Linked DNA regions of Mus musculus: region 1 is linked to region 2. The links are chromatin contacts, called in public Hi-C maps. All regions are on one chromosome and are shown on one strand. Each heading gives the region's core, a stretch centred on a gene start, on an enhancer-like site or on the middle of the called end of the contact. The rest is flanking DNA. Distances are from core to core; before and after follow the strand shown.

Region 1 (4,077 bases), core at 1,131-3,630, 72 kb before region 2:
TTACCTGTCTGACGCTGACATTGCCTGTCTAGTAAGAAATAAGCCCAGGTCTGAAGTAGGCTCATCTGAATGCCTGGCTCTCTGCTTGACTTCCTTCCTTCCTTCCTTCCTTCCTTCCTTCCTTCCTTCCTTCCTCCCTCCCTCCCTTCCCTCCTATTCTTTTTTTTCCCCAGAAGTTAGTGAAGCTAGCCTAAAAGCAAGAACCTTGTTGAATGCTAGTCAACAAGAACTGAGTGAAGTTGTCTAGTCGCAGCAGCAAGAGATACAGAGAGAAAAACATACTCAGAGGAGCTTAGCTCTCAGTACCACTGTGTGATAAGGGGATGGGCAGTGGCTGTCTGGTCATGTGTGCTGCTGCTGCTGCTGCTGCTGCTGCTGCTGTGCCCTCATCAAACAGCACCTCCTCCTTCAGACTCCGATATACAGCTTTAGAGCTTTTACCTGTGTTGCTGACTGCACGGGTCGGCCATCCCCATCATCCCCATGGCTTCCCTCACACTCACACACCTCTATTATCATCTGGGCCTGCTGGAGGCTGCCCCCTACCCAGCCAGCTCCCAGTCCAACTTCCTCTGCCAGCAGGTAACTCACTCCTCTCTTTCTTCATTGTCTTCCAACTCAGTGGGGCAAAGAATGCTGGGGCCTGTGGGTGCCTTCCAACAGTGTCTAAGTGGTCCAGCTCTACATTAAATGTGTGCTGAAGGAAAAGCAAGACCCGAGCCCTGTGGAATTTGAAAGGTCACACTGCTATTGCTCTCCAGAACTGCCACTTCCTGGGTCCCTCAAAGACTGGGGAACAAAGTCAGAGTGTTCTTTTCCAGGTCCTCAAACCCTGCTGGTAGCACCATTCTCTACTCAAAACCACAGGGCTCATAGGGGTCTCTAGGCCTCTGAGGTTGGCAAGGACGAAGAGCTGCTGGGGATAGCTGGTGATAAGCATCCTGACAACCAATCCTTGGGTGGCTTTTAGTATCTCCATAAAGTGTGCCCCAAGCCTGCTGTGTTTGTGAGCAGCAGGCGTATCACTAGGCGGCAGGATGTTTCAAGAAGCATCCAGGACTATAAGACACCGGATCTCCTGTCTCCATTTTCCTTTCGTCTATGACACTAAACAATCAAATTACCACTTTTTTTCCTTTTTGAAAAATAAACATGTGTTTCGTTATCTAAAGTATCCAACTCCATTCCTCCCTCAGGAAGGCAGGATATGGTAATCAGAATCAGACAAGAAAACAGTTCACTAGAAAGCTATCTTTTTGTAAAGATCTCCACATCTGTTCCTCCCTACCACAATCAGGACTATCTCGAAAGCGGGTTCCCAATGCAACCACAAGTGTTTGTTATTCTTTTTGCCATGTGATTTGTCCTTAAAATAAATTCAAACATTTTTTTCCCTACCACCAAAATGCCAGGAAAAATATAAATGGGTATTGTTTTTTTCTGAATACCTATGAACTAAGAAGTTCAACAACACTTAGTTGAATTTTCTGGGACTAATGTCAAGTCCTAAAATAGAAGATATAATCTAAAAACTGGACTGTTGGATTGCTCTATAGCTAATATGGGACATGCAAAAGAAAGCCTGGGGGAAAAAATGGATTGCAGCAAGCTGCAACATACGTGTCACTCATGCCAGACCTGAGGGAGGAGTCAGCCTACAGAAAGGAAATAGCAAAGACTGCGTGTTTGCTCTCAACTCCAGGGACAATTTTGCCCGTTTTCTTTGATGTGCTGGCCAGAGACAATGCTGGAGTCTCATGTGAATTCAGCATGAATCACCTTGGGAAATCATAGACAAAGTCTCTGTTTATGCTTCCCACACAGTAAATGGTGACCATTATTCTACTGATCATTGTGAATCAGGGCATTTTCAAGGTAAAAGCAGGTCCAGGGAATGGAAATGTGATGAGAGCAGAAATATTCATAAAACATCACATTTTGATCATCTTGACAGCCTCAGAAAATGTATGTGTGTAAGACACAGTGTTCATACACACACACACACACACACACACACACACACACACACACACACACACACCCTGTAGGCATGCGAATCCTAAGGCTGAAGCAGAGGAGCATGGCCAGCCCATATGGGACTGAGTATCAAGTCAACCAAACATCTACTTCCACCTCCGAGTGCTTATCCTAGGCGTCTGCCCAGAGACTTCACCTCCAAAATAACTACCACCTCGGAAGAACATTTGCGGTCCGGGAGACCAGGGGTTGAAAAGCAGCCTTAGAATTCTAGCTAATCCATTCAGAACTTGCTAAAAGAATGGAAAGGCTGTTGGGAAATGGAGAAACAACAAAGTGGAAGGAGAACAAAGAGGAGATGAACAGACCGGTGGAGTCACTGAGGAGACATGGGCGTGGCTGCCTCTCTTCACATCTTCCTTGCTCACCATCACCTACCCTCCTGTCACCAACAAAGAACTTCCCTCAGTGGCTCTCCAGCATTAGATTGATTTCCCTTTCCCACCCCCACCCCGACCCCCGCCCCACCCCACCCCTGCCCCACCCCATCCCACCCCACCCCTACCCCTAAGGTCATATGAGCAGCTCTTTAAATAGTTAAAACTTTCTGAATGACCAGAAACAAAGTGGTAATTTTTACTTAGCGCTTCCTTGTTAACAGCAGCCACATCCATGTCTTACTACCTCTTTTGACAAGTTCTTCCTTCTATGACATGGTCTCTGGATCTTGCCACACCCTGCAAGACCTGCACAGTTTGTCAATATCTGACTTTGAAAGTGAAACAAAAAGGAGACAGTCTACATAATAAAGCAGAAACTAAAAGGAGACAGACCAGGAACTGAGGAGGGTTCAGTTCTGCACTCAGTAAGTCATGCAAAATGAAGAAACAGACCCTGAATCACAAGGTTCACTTGCTCATAGCAGGACCTCATCATGTAGCCCAGTCTAGAGTTTTTGTTGGTTTTTTAAAAAATTATACTGATCTAGTTAGTTAGTTAGTTAGTTAGTGTTTTATGTGTTGCATGTTGGCACCAGTATGGAGACTGCATGATAACTTTTGCAAAGTCCATTTTCTCCTTCTACCACATGGATCCCAGGGAGTGACCTCAGGTTGTAGACTTGGTACCATCCTACTCTTCCCTCTCCTGGCTGGTCTTGTCCTCACCAGCCTCCTGTCTCAGCATCTTAAGTACTGGGATTCTAGGCAAGAGACACCACCTAGCAATGAGGGATGCCCTGTGTAGTGAGGGAATGCTCTTGTGCAATGAGAAATGCTCTTGTGTGATGAGGGATGCCCTGTGTGATGAAGGATGCTCTTGTGTGATGAGGGATGCCTTGTGTGATGAGGGATGCCCTGTGTGATGAGGGAATGCTCTTGTGCAATGAGAAATGCTCTTGTGTGATGAGGGATGCCCTGTGTGATGAAGGATGCTCTTGTGTGATGAGGGATGCCCTCGTGTGATGGAAACGCTCCATATGGACCTCTTGCTTTGGGATTAGCAGGTTAGAGAAGGCCACCAATTAGCATTCATCCTCCACAGCTCTTCAGATTATCAGGCTATCATCAGGTCAGACCAGCATATTCTAAAGTGAGTGACTAAAAAACAGGAGGGACCAAGACCTCAAGAAGGCAAGCAGCTCCAACTCACAGAATTCCCATCAGCCATCTGTCTTTCATCTTGTCTTAGCCAGCTCTTCCCTGTCCTACAGAAGACAGAGTAAGTTTGTCCTCTAAGGATAAGTCCCATCTAATTCCTGGAATCTATGATAGATTTTCTTCCATTAGGCAGAAGGCATCTGAAACCAGTTGCTCACGTGCCTGTGCTAAATGTCTTGGGATTTATCTCTCTTTTGGAAGGATCCAAGAAAACTTCCTTATCTCAGTCCATTGCCCAGCATACAATGGGATATACAACCAACATTCTGTCTGGTTACCCAGGTCCCTGCCCATCTTTCAATCCCACCCTCGGACCCAGAGCTTAACCTTAAATGCGTATGAAATCGGTAGGGTGACTTCTCCCACTGGTTTCTGTTCACTAAGTCCCCCTAGAGTCTGAATTCAGTTTCCAGAATCCGTGAGAACAATTCCTCTGCCCCAA
Region 2 (3,772 bases), core at 1,162-3,661:
GGGAATAATTCCAGAGTGGAAATTCAAACTCTAAACTTTGAGATCTAAAAGATTTTATGATCAGATATAAAACAAAGCTTATAAAGATAAGCACAAGCTGAAATAAGGTGATCTCCCAAGAACTAAATTAAAGGAGTTCAACAAACCAGTCTTCAGTGTATATTTTTGAATGTTCACACATGAACAAAGCTAGCATGACTTAAACAAGGGTATATATCAAATAAAGACAGATAAAACTGCTTACCAGGAGGGGGTAGGGGAAACTAGGAAAGGGGAAAACATTTGAAATGTAAATAAAGAAAATATCTAATAAAAAAGAAAGAAAGAAAACTGCTTACCTTACACAAACTATATTCTAGTAAATACATATAATTTGAGTAATATAATTTGCTCTAGGGCAATCTCACCCCCTCTTCTGTCCCTCACAGGCACCCCCACACATGAGACACACATAATTAACCACCCAATCACATACAAATGTTTGAGAGTATTTAGAGCATAGAGATATATTTAAGCTAAAAATTAAAAGGCATTATAAAAATTAAGATCGTGGGCTGGAGAGATGGCTCAGCGGTTAAGAGCACTGACTGTTCTTCCAGGGGTCCTGAGTTCAATTTCCAGATCTGTAATGGGATCTGATGCCCTCTTCTGGTGTGTCTGAGGAGAGAGAGACAGTGTACTCACATATATAAAATAAACGAATCTTAAAAAAAAAAAAATTAAGATCCTCTTGGAAAATACGGGCAATTTCAAGTGCCCCAAATCTTATCTGCCCAAAAAATTCATTGGAAAAGAGAGCCATCAGCCCAGGAGATTCATTGGAAAGAGAGACATCCAAAATCAGTTTTAAGGAGTGGACTGGAGTGGATTAGGTAACTCCTGGTAGATGTTATTTTATTCCCCCAAATAATTAAAATAACCCAAATGTTGGAATTGTGAGCACAGGGAGATAGCTGGCTGGATTTTGATCATACACAATCCAACTGCACATTGCAATGGCTATTAGTTACCTGAGGTTATTTAACCTTGAGTCACAATTTTAAAATTAAATATTTAACAGCTCAGGCATTGCATGCCTATCATGTGTGCCATAGCCATGCCTGCCTGTGTCTCAGATTAGTGCAAATACAGAATGTTTGTGCTATTAGGCATGCAGAAGGGCCACGCCACTCCTGAGAAGAGCAAGCACATACTAGAGAGTGTTTCAGAACTTAATGATAAAACCGTAAAAGAGCAATCAGCTAGCTTGCTTCTTGGTTCCTTGGCTATTTCCATCTCTGTATCTTTACTTTCTCCTCAGAAAATGTTTCTAAATTGTAACTTTCTCTAAGTCCTCATACTCTTCTCCATCCTGTTTTCTTGTCCTGAACCTCTTCCCTTACTACCCTTTCCAGCAACAAATATACAGATCACATTTATTGATATAATGCACTAACTAACACTTTTTAAAAAATAAAATAAAATTTAACTTGATAGAGTGTTTGGCAGGAGTGCATGAAGGTGGCCTATATGACTAAAATTCCAGACCCAGGAGGTTCAGAAATTCAGCCATCTTTGACCACATCTTGAGTTTGAGGGTCAGCCTGGGCTACATGAAACTGTGACTAGGCGACAGGGAGCGGGGAATAAAGAAACTCGTGGAGTTGAAATAAGCATTGTTTTATTATGCTTTTTAAAAAATACCATAGTAATTAAAGTGGAGACATTTTTAAATTTTATTTTAGATTTTATGCAGAGGAGTGTTTTGCCTGCTTGAGTCTTTGCACCTGCGGGTGTCAGATGGCGCCCACTGAGGCCAGAAGATGGCACAGGCAATGGATCTCCTGGAACTGGAGCAGCGGATGGTTGTGAGACACCTTGTGGGTTCTGGGAAGCGAACCCCAGTTCTTTGAAAAAAACAAAAACAAAAACAAATATTCTTAGAAGCTGAGCCATCTCTCATGCCATCATTGGGACTTTGTTCATTTGTCTTTGTTTTAGGGATCAGAGTCTCACTCAGTAGCCAGTTTGGCCTAAACTTTGTGATCAGGTACTCAGTTTCCCGGCACACGTAAGGGATGTGACTTTCTATGTTTTTCTCCTTGAGTTCATGGTGTTTCCAGAGAAAGGGCCTCTTACCTTGGTAAGATCTCAGTTTGTGCCTCTTGGTCTTCCTCTCAGTGATGACTTCATCCAATTCTTCCAGGTCCGTAAAGCGCGCCAACCCTCTGCCAGCTGCCATCTAGCGGCGGGATCAGGCAAAGACGCCTTCGCCCCCGAGGCTCCCAGCGGTTGCCAGGTAACGGGAACCACGCGCCGCTAAGGAGGAGAGCAGCATGAAGGACGCTCAGGGTCGTAACAACACGGCCTTCCATTGGCTGAAGAGCACCCGGCTCCCGCCTGAGCCAATGCGCAGACGGAAGCTGATGACGAAGTACGCGACTCTTCTTCCCAGGGCTCCTGGGACGTATCTGGAGACCCAGGCTCCTGTCGCACCGCTCTGCGGCCAGGCTGCCTTATGTGCACCCTGCAGCTGCACCTGCTGCTGCTGGTGGTCCTGATGCTTTCTGAGACCGCCCGACCGCAGCCCTCCTCCACAGCCCGGGCTTTCCCCACCTCCTGGGGCCTGGAGCCAGTGACGCCCGAAGTGCCAACCTCAGCTCCTCCGGATTCGTCTGAGAGTCCGACTCCCTGGACTCTATCGATGCCCGTGAACGCGACCACCGACCCCTTTCCAGGTGATGCGGCGGGATACGGGATGGAAATACTGACTTCTCAGATCTAAAATTGTGTAGACAAAATTGCCCTGCCACGTAGCTGGCACTGGGGCTGTCCGCGCGGGAAAACTTTGGGGGAGCTTCATCTCGCTTTTCTTCTTGTACTTACAGCTTTACCGATCTGTGTCTGTGACTTGACTCCGGGTACCTGCGATTTAAACTGCTGCTGTGACAAGGACTGCGATCTTCTCCATCCCAGAACAGTCTTTTCCTTCTGTCTTCCTGGTAGTGTAAGGTGAGCTGCGGTGCTCCTCCGGTGGAGGAGTAAGAGTGAGTTTCCTACCCGCTGTCTCCCGGTCGGATGTCCCCTTGGGCTTTCCTGGGAATGCTGAGCCATCCAGTAAAACAAAACCTGAGTGTTGCACCTCTGCCCAGAGACCCCTCTTATTGGCATCAGACATTGGTGGGGTAAGGCCCCCTTCCCTAGATGTACTCCATGTCTCTCTCTTAAGTATCTTCACCTTTCCTCACAGATCTTCAAGTTGGGTATGTGTGGACAACTCTCTTATGTTCAGGAGCAACTCCCCGTTCCCTTCCAGAGTTTTCACGGACTCCAGTGGAACGACACAGTTTTGTGTCCGTGTGAACAACTGTGAGTAGAAACGAGTTTGACAGCTCTTATCATTGAATGTTTATTGAGATGTGACTTTGTCTTTGGGATTCCCAGCTCTCTTATTTCTTTTAGATTCCCTGTCGCTCACCCCTCTTACCACTACCCTCTTACTTTTAGTTAATAAGAACATTAGTAATTTCATGAGACTCTACCACCTTTAAACTACTGCTCAGCACCTTTAGCCTGGCAATCTGCATTGATTTCTTTCTTTGTGTCCTTCTTTCTCTTTCTTTGTCCGAAAACTTTTCTCTCATGATTTTATTCTGCCCTTTTGTTTTGGACGAATTCATGTCCTTTGTCCTCAAGCTGTGCCTTAAATTTTTCCTAACTTTTATCTGCTTTCCCCCTTGACTCAAGTGGCCCTCTTTTCTCCATTCATTGCGAACATCTTAGCTCTTCTAAG

What was found. A called contact is a pair of places that touch in the nucleus more often than the background predicts.
Region 1: a contact with region 2 is called in a Hi-C map of bone marrow-derived macrophages, with 88 read pairs. The contact joins the enhancer-like site here to the promoter of Tctn3 in region 2. A contact is called at or near these places in 5 of 39 promoter capture datasets (cranial neural crest, macrophages, neural stem cells and 2 more), 1 of 15 datasets of contacts at CTCF or cohesin (CD8 T cells), 15 of 484 Hi-C or Micro-C datasets (CD4 T cells, CD8 T cells, ECoMG-derived neutrophils and 9 more), 18 of 115 datasets of contacts at active chromatin or transcription factors (CD8 T cells, bone marrow-derived macrophages, cardiomyocytes and 11 more) and 5 of 9 other capture datasets (adipose tissue, bone marrow-derived macrophages, liver and 2 more).

The regions. Positions count from the first base shown.
Region 1 is chr19:40,682,959-40,687,035 of GRCm38.p6, reverse strand. All of the region lies in intron 1 of Entpd1 (ectonucleoside triphosphate diphosphohydrolase 1), which reads right to left. Among named protein-coding and RNA genes, the nearest start is that of Entpd1, 25 kb to the right of the region's middle. Within about 2 kb of position 2,380, at least 81 of the 459 cell types and tissues checked have an H3K27ac peak or open chromatin away from gene starts, as enhancers often do. A contact at or near this core is called in CD8 T cells, ECoMG-derived neutrophils, adipose tissue and 7 more, where this site is marked.
Region 2 is chr19:40,610,870-40,614,641 of GRCm38.p6, reverse strand. Tctn3 (tectonic family member 3) reads left to right here and starts at 2,411. Exons shown (of 14, transcript NM_026260.3): 1 at 2,411-2,717; 2 at 2,868-2,991; 3 at 3,230-3,348. The coding sequence starts at 2,498. It also overlaps a transcript of Entpd1 not described here.